Regions from separate parts of the Pan troglodytes genome. Here regions 2 and 3 are each linked to region 1. A link is a contact called in public Hi-C data. All regions are on one chromosome and are shown on one strand. The core of a region is the stretch at or near the end of the contact, and the rest is flanking DNA. Distances in the headings are between cores, read along the strand shown. Region 1 has its middle 240 kb from the start of MIR3937. Region 2 overlaps BCOR (BCL6 corepressor). Region 3 has its middle 98 kb from the start of MIR3937.

The links. A called contact is a pair of places that touch in the nucleus more often than the background predicts.
Region 2: a contact with region 1 is called in a Hi-C map of stem cell-derived neural progenitor cells, with 4 times the contacts expected there. The contact joins two enhancer-like sites. A contact is called at or near these places in 1 of 7 Hi-C or Micro-C datasets (stem cell-derived neural progenitor cells) and 1 of 1 other capture datasets (stem cell-derived neural stem cells).
Region 3: a contact with region 1 is called in a Hi-C map of stem cell-derived neural progenitor cells, with 2.6 times the contacts expected there. The contact joins two enhancer-like sites. A contact is called at or near these places in 1 of 7 Hi-C or Micro-C datasets (stem cell-derived neural progenitor cells) and 1 of 1 other capture datasets (stem cell-derived neural stem cells).

The regions. Positions count from the first base shown.
Region 1 is chrX:40,320,840-40,324,578 of NHGRI_mPanTro3-v2.0_pri, reverse strand. No RefSeq gene overlaps it. Among named protein-coding and RNA genes, the nearest start is that of MIR3937, 240 kb to the right of the region's middle. Within about 2 kb of position 1,893, at least 4 of the 24 cell types and tissues checked have an H3K27ac peak or open chromatin away from gene starts, as enhancers often do. A contact at or near this core is called in stem cell-derived neural progenitor cells and stem cell-derived neural stem cells, where this site is marked.
Region 2 is chrX:40,510,907-40,514,645 of NHGRI_mPanTro3-v2.0_pri, reverse strand. The region is part of intron 1 of BCOR (BCL6 corepressor); the gene reads left to right. Among named protein-coding and RNA genes, the nearest start is that of BCOR, 91 kb to the left of the region's middle. Within about 2 kb of position 1,730, at least 6 of the 24 cell types and tissues checked have an H3K27ac peak or open chromatin away from gene starts, as enhancers often do. A contact at or near this core is called in stem cell-derived neural progenitor cells, where this site is marked.
Region 3 is chrX:40,183,358-40,187,096 of NHGRI_mPanTro3-v2.0_pri, reverse strand. No RefSeq gene overlaps it. Among named protein-coding and RNA genes, the nearest start is that of MIR3937, 98 kb to the right of the region's middle. Within about 2 kb of position 1,631, at least 8 of the 24 cell types and tissues checked have an H3K27ac peak or open chromatin away from gene starts, as enhancers often do. A contact at or near this core is called in stem cell-derived neural progenitor cells and stem cell-derived neural stem cells, where this site is marked.

The sequences.
Region 1 (3,739 bases), core at 644-3,143:
ATTTGGGCGGGGCTCAGCTGGGCCCTTCTTTCACTCCTCATGGTATCTACTGAGACTACCCAGTGGCAGGTGAGCTGGGTCTGGAGGTTTCCAACATGGCTCCACTCATGTCTGGTGCCTTGGTGGGGAGGAGTTGTCACCCGGAGCCTCTGTGCGCGGCCTCCTCAGTACAGCAGTCTCAGGAAGGCTGGATTTCTTATGTGGCGACTGGCTTCCCCCATAGCAACTGTGCTACGAGAACCAGGTGAAAGTTGCATGCACCTTTCTGACACAGCTTTGGAAGCCACACAGTGTCATTCATGCTATATTGTATGGGATGAAGCAGTCATGAGCCCACTCAGATTCAAGGAGAGGGGACATAGACCCCAGTTCTTGATGGGAGGAGTGTTAAAGACTTTGGGGACCATGTTTTAAAATGGCCTCAGTTTCTAGTCTTATACAATTCTTCATGTAGTGCTTTATATTTTACAGTGTTGGTCATCTCTAATATTTATTTTGACCCTCACAACAGCCTTCTGAAAGGGGTAATGTTACTGTGCCCATTATGCCAATAAGGAAGCTGAGGCTCAGAGAGGTGACTTGATTTGCTCAAGCTTCTGTGGCAACAAAACAGAACGAAACAATGAAACACGCCTTAAACCCACGTTCCCAGGTAACAGGTTTTGAAGGTGTGTGTCACGAAGATGAGAAGTACAGAAAGTTGTTGTTCTTTGTGAGCAATTATCTTTCATACCTTCCAAAACAATGTTTTAAAATATCTGATGGATTGTTTGGGAGACCTGTCACTTACACTAAGACAAAAGACTAAACTGAACATACTCTTCATGGAGAATCTCTTGGGCTGCTACCTCTGGTCTTCCTTATCTCACTGTCGAATCTGCCAACAATAAAATGCTAATTCATCTAATACAAATGTGGAGAATTGTGGAAGTCAAGCTCAGCCAGACTGGCAGCTCACAGGGTAAATATTTGATCAGTGAGTAAAAATTCAAATTTGCACTATTTGCTGAAGGTGAAAAGTATATTAGGGAATGAATGTAATGGGGGTTAAGTAGGCCTGTAGGAGGTCTCCTCTAGGATTCCACCCCTGGAAGCCCACAGCTTCTTGCTGACCCAAGTTATAAGCAAGAGTGGGCTGGGCGGTTCCAACCAAGACCACCCTCCTGATGTGGCTCGCATTGGCTGGTGTCGTTTATGTGCACAGCCACAGTGAGTACCACACTGTCCCCCAACTTCTCCCCAGCTCGTTTTAGAGAAGTGCTCTAGGCATTCCTTTTCTACTACCAGGTAAGCCGGAAGCCACTCCTGGCTTCCCTGCTCAGCACCCAACACTGGTCGTTCTGGGCCATAACTTGTGCCAGGGGAAGTAGCTTCAAGGGGTTTGCAGCAGGGAGTTTAGGCCAGATGTCAGGAGGGGAAGTGAGGGCTGGGGTTAGCCCCGAATGTTTACTCAGTCCCCACGTTTCCCCAGACCTGTGCTGCTCCTCTTCAAGACCCTTAATATTAATCCAGAGAGAGAAGTCGGGCTGCCGAACAGCCTAGGCAAGTTGGGAAGCTGGCAGGTATGTGAAGAATGTGCTGGTTATTTCAACCACCAGGCTGGAGAGTGGAGCCGGAGCCCTGGATTCTTTGCGGGTGAAGCTACATGGCTGGGGAACAAGTAACAGCTGGTCACTGGCAACTCTTGGGAGGAAGGGGGGCTGAGCTGGCGGCTGGAGAGGAACACGTTCGCCACAGCCGATGGGCCAAGCTGTGGATATTTTGTGGTGCTGATTGGGTTGTCTTATTTAACTGTGGTTGGGCTTGTCCGAGGGTCGTCCTGGGCTGCCTAGTGCCCTGGTGGGTGGCACAATGAAGCCTAATGATCAGCCCTGCAGAAGCAACCCTTAAACAAGCCGGAAGCATGAGGCCCCCTGCAGTCGCAAGCTGTGATGGCCGTTGGTTCCCGGGACTCAGTGCCTGAGTGTAGGAGGAAAGCACAATGGAGAAATCAGACTAGCGTTCTCCTCCGTGGGCCTGGGCCAACTAAAACGCAAGGCTGGGCTAGGGTCAGACCAGGTTCCAGACAGGCATCAGCCTCCGGAAGAACAGTGAGGGGGCGACCAGGCCCCGAGGTAAAGAAAGAGATTGATCTGTCCAGATGTGCTAGAAGCCTAGACATTGAGGGAGGGGAGAGGGAGTGGCTGACATGGAGGGGCACCGCCCAGATCTCTCTTTGTGGAAGGCCTGGCTGCCCAGCTGCAGGCTGTGTAGTCTCCAGACAGCCTCCAGCTGTCAAGCCTTGGGCGTTTAAGAATGCCTCGGCCAAGGCCACACTCTCCTGGGGTGGCCCATATCTGGTGCTGAAGTGGGGTGGGGGGCCTGTTATAAAGGGCTTGCCTTTGCTGGGCACGGTGGCTCACGCTGTAATCCCAGTGCTTTGGGAGGCCGAGGTGGGCGGATCACAAAGTCAGGAGATGGAGACCATCCTGGCTAACACTGTGAAACCCCGTCTCTACTGAAAATACAAAAAATTAGCTGGATGTGGTGCCAGGCGCCTGTAGTCCCAGCTACTCTGGAGGCTGAGGCAGGAGAATGGCATGAACCCGGGAGGCGGAGCTTGCAGTGAGCCGAGATCACGCCAGTGCACTCCAGCCTGGGCGACAGAGTGAGATTCCATCTCAAAGTAAATAAATAAATAAATAAATAAATAAATAAATAAATAAATAAAGGGCTTGCCATTTTGGCCGGGAACTCTCCAGAACTCCAGAACTCTCTCCTCCAGGTTAGTCAAGACTCTGTTGGACCTGTATCCCAGCTTGACTACCCGCTCTGCCAAGTCCTGCTTGCCCCCCACTTCCTTTCACAGGATCTGATCCCTCACAAATTCCTCTTAACCCCCAATATCCATCTCAGCGTCTGCTTCCAGAGACCCCAGCCTGTGGTAGAGAGTCCTTGGGAACCAGCAGGACTCCAGATGCCATTTTATTACAGTCTGGGGGGTTTTGTCCAGTTTCCCTTAAATTGTTCCAGAGGTTTCCTCCACTGATTGTACTTTATTTCCCCTTGCTTTGAGAGATTATTCCAAACATAATAGACTCCTTCAGTAGGGCAACCCCTGCCCCCAACCACACATGAAATTTCTTCAACTCCATTGCATCCTCCCCAGACACCCTTCCTGCAGCCCTGAGGCCAGTCCTGCCCCTCTAAAGGAGACCTTTCCCCCCTTATATCTGTTCTCCTCTCTTGTTCCTGATGACTGTGGCTCTCTGCCAGGGTCACTCGTAAGGTGTCCCTCTGCACACAAAATCCCCATCTCCTGCCAGACACTGGGCCTTTATTGTTGGCATGGGGACAAGCCAAATCGCTTGGCAAACCGCACACCGGCCCTTAGTCACTGTCTCATCACTGTGGCCATCGCCGCTGCCTTGATCTTCCCTCTCCAGCTCTCAGTCCTCACCGTATTCTCTGCCCTCTTCCCCTGGCACAGACGGGGCCAGCCTAGGAACCCCAGATGTCACCTCCTGAGGGCCCCAGGAAGGCCTAGCTCATAGCTTAGATCCTTGGCTCATCAGTTAGGAACTTCTCTGACCTGCTTGGCAGCCACCTCCCCTCACACCAGATGCCTAATTAGTAGCTCAGATTGTCCTTTTCCTCCTTCTCTTTGGGCTCCACCTTCACCTTGATGGGTGGCCCCAGAGTCAGAGCAGAGAGGAATGGCCATTGGAGGCAGGGGCATATTTCAGGCATTGCATGGCAA
Region 2 (3,739 bases), core at 481-2,980, 190 kb before region 1:
TGAAAGAGCTTCGGTAGGCACGAATCCCTGGTCCCTCTCTAAAGAATGCCTTACAGCCTTTGCTGACATTGTTTTGTGAACAGTGGGTTTTACCAGGCCAGCAGTTTCCCCCCGATTTTAGCGCACGATTTTAAAGGTAGTGTATGGACAAGATGCGCCTTACTGCAGTGATTGCCTCAGTGTGTAGCCTGGGCTGGGGCTTGGAATCTAGAGACGCCTTAACCTTTGCCCTAGGGGCCCTCCTGGAGGGGGGGGTGAAGGTGGGGAGCTCGAGGACTGATTGTTTTCGAGGATCTGTTTGTTTTCTCCAGCCACCGAGGCTGAAGGTGGAGTTGGGCAAGTCTGAGTGTATGTTCCAGCTTTGGGTCTGATTTTAAACTTGGTTTAATTGGAGAAACTCCTAGGCATTTAACAGTTCTGTACAAATGCAAACTTGAAATAGCTCGAGGCCTACGTCATTTAGGAAAGAATAAATGAAGTACAGAAATGTCCAAACTATGTAAATCCTAGCGTTGTCTGCCCTCCCATAAACACATGACAAGTGCCAAGGCATTTCCAGTCAAAACACCCGTGGAAGCAGCAGCCTCCATCCTTTGTATTTATTATTTTATTAACAGCATTTTACACAGCATTTAACAAGCACAGCGTGCCTGCTTTGCACCAGGACTCTAAGCAGGCGAAAGGGTGGAAAATGGATGGAGGTGGGGGAGGAGTGGTTGCTAGAGGACATCAACTAGAGAAATCTCATCAGATGGGTAGGGAAAGCAGCACCGGGGGTTTATTTCTACTGGCCACAAGGAAGACAGACATAGTGCTTTGGAGGAAGAAATCCTCTCTCCCATCCCAGGAGGAAAGTTGTACAGCTGTGATATGTCTGGTCTCAGCTTTGATTCCAGAGGGTAAAACAGGGTATGTTTCATGATACTCTGCCCATCGGTTATTGGTGATTTTCAAAGAATAAGTATTTGTCTGCTATCGTTATTCTGTATCCTGGCGGAAAGTTTATAACGAAAAGTAATGCTTTCTTAAGTCATAAAATGAGCCTTGTATGCTTATTTAATTAAAATCTATTTAAGGACCGATTAGGCGTGTAATTTGCACTAATAATGACGATTATGGAAATGTTCAACTTAACCAAAAATCATAAAGGAGACATTTTGATCAGTGGGGCGGCCAGTAAGTATTCAGTGAGTTGGGCAATTTCCGAAAGACAGGAGGCATTCCGCTGAGGGCTGCAGAAAGCACAGACCTGTCTGGCCTCTGTGACATGGCATGGAGAGGGGCAGACCTCCCTGTCCCGGCCCCGGCCCCAGCCCGGCCAGACCCCACTTTGCTGAGCATGGAAACCAACCCTGCGAGTCTCCACAACCTTTATTCTCGTGATGCTTCCTCGAGCTTCCAGAAGGAGTAAACTCTCGGAGAGGGCTGATGAGCCACACGGAAATCTCTGCGAAATGGCGGTGCTCTTTTGCTTTAACAAACAGCGCTGACAAACGCATGCTTCCTTGGCTAGCCTTGGCTGGATCCCGGAGGGGTAGGGGGAGAAGGGGTCCCTTGTTCCGGAGAAACCTGCCAGCTGCTGGGCTTGGTGTGAAGGCAGCAAAGGCAGACACAATGCTGCTGTTGTTGGTTTGATCTCTAACTGTGGATTGTTAGTCTGGCTTTAACTATGTGGTAAGGGGGGAATGTGAAGGCTGTTTACAGCGAGTGCAAATAATGTGACAGCTGTTGGCGCGCGAGCAGCGCTGCGCCTCCTCAGCACTTACACAAAGCGCGCACTATGCAGGCCCATGGACGAGCTGCAGAGGTGGCGGCCAGTTTCTGGCCAGCGCATCCCCAGATGAGAGAAAGCTCCACGGCACACCCGCCCTCCATCCCCAACACACATCTTTATGACTTCCCAGGATTGGGGTGGGGTGCAGGATGGTTTGTATGTTGTGGTTTAGGGAACTTGTGGTGAGGCAGAGGTGGCGGGAGAAGGCCCACGGGGCCGTGAGTGTCACTGTGTTGGTGGGGTTTGGCCAGGATCCGTTGAACTGGGTCCTCAGCTGTTTATGACAGAGTTTTTAAGATTTGTGAAAATAACTTTCAGCCCTAAGTAAGCTTGTTGGAAAGAATGTGTTATTAACTGAAAGCTTTCTGGAAATTGCAGAGGCTCTGAAGGCCGTTGTTCCCCTCTGAAATGGCCCTGTTATTCAGACAAGTTAGAGACAGGCGGGTGCTGTGTTCTGTGCACTCGACACTGTTTCCAGCTTGGAAATGCAAGTGTGCAGGTTCAGTACCCTAAGGGGGGTGTATTTTGGGGGGAAGGGAGGACAGATTGGCTTTTGATTACCCACATCCCTTAACCTTTTCTTCCAAGCCTTCCCGTTTTCAAGAGCACATTTGCCTTCAACTGCAGCACGCAAAGGTGCCGTCCTGAAGCCTGCCCACAGCACCACCTACTCCGACTTCATCAACTAGATGCCCACAGCAACAGGCTTTCTTTGAGTTCCTGGTACCCCGCCAGGCCCTGCAGAGAGGCGCCAGGGTGGGAGGGAGAGCAGTTGGTGGTGGCAGTTACCCACTAGGCCAGTCCTGGAGGTTCATGGCTGGCCCAAGCAGGTGGACTTAGGATGGCCAAGAATGTGGACCTGCCTCTGGACCGTCCTGGGGCAAGCTGGGTGTAAAAATTCACTCATCTCCCCCATGAGTCCCAAGGTTGAAGCCTTCCAAGCCCTGGCACCTGCCTGGTCCTCCCTGGGTTTTGGAAGATCATTTAGGGCTGACTTTGGTCTCTGGGTGTACAGCCTACAGGATATCTGCAAATCTAGTTCATTCTCTCCTGTCCCCCCCACCCTCAGCACCTCCCCTCCCTAAGTCTACTCTCTAAGTTTTAACATGGACTTCTACATCTAGTTGGGTTTCCGATGGGGAGCTGGGAGATGCTTCTGGAGTGAGACATGAACTTCGGTGCCAGTTCTATAAATTGGTCTCTTTTTATGACGTGTGCCATTTTCTGTAGGAATGTTGCTTGCAAAACGAGTTTCGCCTTGGAGGAAAGGCGGAAAGATAAACAAGCCTGCAACGCCAAAACACTGGCAGTCTTTCCCTCCTTCCAGCTCTCTTAAAGCAGCCGGGCTGTATTTCCAGGATTAGACTTGTGCATGTGAGGAGGGACTCGCGTTGGCTTTTTTTCCCCCAAGCAAATGCAAATTAGAGAAAAATAATTTTCTTTCAACGATATGCAATGTATTAGTCACTTGTTATCGTGCTCCGAGGCAGGCCTCATTTGCGCGTCTGCCAGCTCGCTCACATCTGCTCAGCGCTGTTCGGGGCATTTTAACCTTGGCGGTGTCGTGTCTAGTCCCATGGATCAAGAAGGAGTAATTAAGCCCTGAACAGCTACAAAAATTCATGGGCCCCCATCTATACCACAGTTGTTCCATGGCTTTGTTTTGGGTGCTCTGAGTTCCATGACTGAGTAGCAGACATGGGATTCCTATTGTTCCTTGTAAAGAAAGTGGGTGCCCCTCTCCTTCTCTGACCCTCATCCCAGCCTTTCTGGGACTCCCAGGCTCTGCACAATCAGTGAGAGACTCGCTTGCAGATTGCAGGACCCCTGCATTTTACGCATCTTTTATGCATTAAAAGTTCCTTTGTGCTTCCTGTGTATACTAATGATAGCTGTTGTTATTAGCCTTACGGTATAGCTTGTTCCCTTCGGTGGTGGTGGTGGTGGGGGGGTGGTGGCGGCGAC
Region 3 (3,739 bases), core at 382-2,881, 140 kb after region 1:
GCCCCCTCACTCTCCAAGTGGGGTAACATTGAGGTATCTTTTATGGAGTCTCTCTGAGAAGCTCAGTGGGGTTGGCCTCCAGTGTCTCACTCTGGTGACCTCCTTTCCTAGTTGCTTCCCTTCCCTGCCCACTTCCCGGCCCTCAGATAAATCCCTTGGCCCCAAATCCTTGCTTCAGGGGCTGCTTCTGGGAGAGCCCAGCTGAAGACACCTTCTCTTGGTCACTTTTGCTTTCTGACCTCGGGCAAGTTCTCAAACCTTCTAGAGCCTTTCAGAGGTGTTGTATGTGAAGAGGCTGACCCAGGGGAGGTGCTGAACAGCATCTCGATGAGTAATCTGACTAGGAAAGATTGAGGGAGGACTAGTTATTATATATTCCACTCCCACACACCTGAGGGATTCAACACATGCCAGATTGCAATTGCAGTGGGGAACTTTCCAAACCAAATCTGATCACTTAGGGGTGGCAGCCTGATGTAATCTAGAAAATTTCAACAGAAGCTTCGCCTCCCTTCCATCCCTGTTCCAGCCCACAGGGCAACTTCTTGGTCAGCGCAGGGGGTTGGTGAGGGGTATGGGTGGAAGGAGGTATCAAGAGTGCCTGGTGTGGCCGAGTGTAATGGCTCACAACTGTAATCCCAGCACTTTGGGAGGCCAAGGAGAGCGGATCACTTGAGCCCAAGAGTTCGAGACTAGCCTGGGCAACAGGGCAAAACCCTGTCTCTACAAACAAAACAAAACAAAACAAAACACAAAACCAAAAAACACCTAAAAATTAGTTGGGCATGGGTATGCGTCTGTGGTCCCAGCTACTCGGAAGGTTAAGGTGGGAAAATTGCTTGAGCCCAGGAGGCGGAGGTTGCAGTGAGCCGAGATTGCACCACTGCACTCCAGCCAAAAGAGTGCAGAGTCCTTCTTTTGGGATCCCAGGTCTCCCCATGGCCAAAACCGCCCAAAGGAGAATGCCCTTTGGACTGGCTCTGCCTGGGCTCCTGCTTGACGGCTCAGAATACTCCAGAACTAGGATGACAGGCCTGAGGGGGCTGTGGCTGGTCCTCTGGTTTGGCAAATGCCTTCACCCTACCTGGACCCAGCTCTGCCTCTTCTGTCTAGGATGGGACTAGGCTGGCCTGGGGGCTGGGGCGAGGGTAGGGGGCCTAGGGCGTCCTTGCAGAGAGGCAGAAAGCCCCTCTGCTTGCTCGTCTTCACCCTCACGGCAGGCCTGGCTGCAGACTTGTTTGCTTTCAGTCCTGTGAGCTTTTTCCTCATACACACAGCTGACTGATTTTCTTCTCAGAGTGTGTGTGTGTGTGTGTGTGTGTGTGTGTGTGTGGTGTGTGGTGTGGGTGGTGGGGGGTTGTCTGTGAATGAGAAAGAAGTAAATAAAATACCTCAGGCGGGTGGGTCTCTGTCCTGTGTGCCCAGGCTGCCAGCCTGGCACCTGCCCAAGGTCTCTGGGCAAAGCCCTGGTCCACGGAGGAGCAGGGCTGTCTGGAGGGTGCCGGGGGAGGTGAAGGTGTCTCTGAGTCTGTGACCTTACCATCTAGGCTCTTGGGTGACTCCCCGAGGTGGCTGGCTGGTTTTGGTGAGCTCCGAAGCTGAGGAGGCTGACGGGGCTGCCTGGGGCTGCCTCCCGCCTCTCTGCCACATTCTTTTTCTCAGACAAACAGATTCCTTTGCTCACTGGAACAGCCGAGCTGGAGGAGCAGCTGTGAAAACAAACACGCGGCAGCTGACTGGAGGGCTGCGGGCTGTTTTCTGGGGGCTGCCTGGGCCCACAACTCCCTTTCTCCCTTCCAGCCACAGTGGGTGCCCTGGCTCCAACCCAGGAAGGGGAGGGTGGCCCCGTACTTTTGCTGCCTGGGAGTGGGCCAGCCCTGCTCCCTGGGTTTTCCTCACAAACGCCGTCCTCAGGTGGTTCTTGGCAGGCCTGGCGCCTCTTTGAGCCCCCTGACCGGCTGTGACTGTCTCCAGCCAAACCTGGAGAGAAAATATTTAGAGAAGGGGCCCCTCTCCCCTACTGAACACAGTCAGCTTTCAGTGCATTGGGAGTGGTCCTGGGCTGCCCTCCTGAGACACCCTGGGGTGCCTTGGGTGGGGTGGTGCTCCTCTGAAAGGAGCACAGTAGGCCCTGGCAGAGTTTCGGACCCTCCCTGAGTCTGTGGGCCACGTGGACAGCATATCATAGCTCTGATTCTATTCTACAGCGAGTGACGAACCATTTGCATATTGGAACTGGAAAAGACCCCTCAGAGGTGAGGAAAGCGAGATCCAGATGGCGGCGGGGGCCCACAGCCTGTTAGAATATTCTGTCTTCTCCCCTTCTTGGTGTAGCACACTCAGCCCAGGGTTACATAGCGTGGGATTATCAGCCAGGGCGCCAAGGCCCCAGCCAACAGCTCGCAGCTCTGCAACTGGCACGCGTCTTCCATCTGGGTGCAGCTCTTCCAGCACCCGGCCACGTGATGAACAGGAGCCTAGCCAGGGATGACCTGCCCTGAACCTGAGCATACCCAGCCAGGGATGCCGAGTTGTCCCCAGGTGATCCCCTTGCAGTCATCAGTCCTTGGGCCTGGGCTGACCCTGGAGGCCATTGCTTCAGCCAGGCGGCTCTCAGCAGCTGAGACAGACCCTGATGGGGTTGAGAGCTGAGAGGCTGGGTGGCAGATCACAGTGTCACCATAGGTAATGGTGGTGATGTCATTACTCTAAGCTTGTGAGCACTTTGGAAGCAGGACTTTGACTGTGTGGCTTACCTGTCGCCCTGGTCCCCCACTGGTGCCTGACACCCACTAGGTGCTTACGGATTGTCTGTGGGAGGATAGGGTCATCCAAGCCCTCAGCTCCAAGCCTCCTTAGGAAATGTGCTCTGCTTCTAAGTTGGCAAGAGGATGGCCCTTTCATAGATTCTCAGGGCTAGAGAGAGAGGCCTGAGAATTTCACAGGGAGCAGGAGTCATTTTTGGCAGTATTTTTAAAAAAATTAATAGAGATGCTACGTTGCCCAGGCTGGTCTTAGACTCCTGGCCTCAAGTGATCCTCCAGCCTCAGCCTCCCCAAATCCTGGGATTATAAGCGTGAGCCACTACGCCTGGCTCTTGGCAGTATTTTTATTGGACTTCAGTATTTCCCATGGATGTCAGAGCTTTGATAAACAGCAGCCAGTGCTCACGAATGAAGACATTGCTCAGCTTTGGTCAAATTAGATTGTGTTTGAATCCACAAAGAGGAAATAGGGTTGCAAGCCAGGCATTGTGTGGAGAGAAAAGGGTTTCCTACATTCCTTTAATTCCTACTCAGTGTATCAAGAGGGATGGGACGAGGCATCAGGAGAGGCTGTTCCTCCGGTCTGGGAGGACTGTGGAAAGATGGAGCTGGAGCTGGGGGAAGCAATGTGATCTACTCTGGGATCTGCCCCGAGGGAGGGAAGTATGTTGGAGAGGGGAGGGGGCATGCCTCAGGCAGTGGTATGTTTGCTCCCGGTTGTAGGGAGGGTTGGGAGAGGACACAGTATGAAGGCGGCACCCCGCATTCATCCAGTGGACTCTGCTTAAGAAAAACTCAGTGAGTGGCATGGTGTGGTAAGCAGAGCTGACCTTAGTTCCTTGGGTTTGGCGATGGTGCCCCTGTGTGGGGATGGTGGAAAGTAGGTGTGTCGAGGCCCCGTGGGCCTGGGTCACCGTCCAGATGGCGGGCATCACAGTCTTCAAAGGGAAGCACAGCTGGCCTGTCTGGGTGAT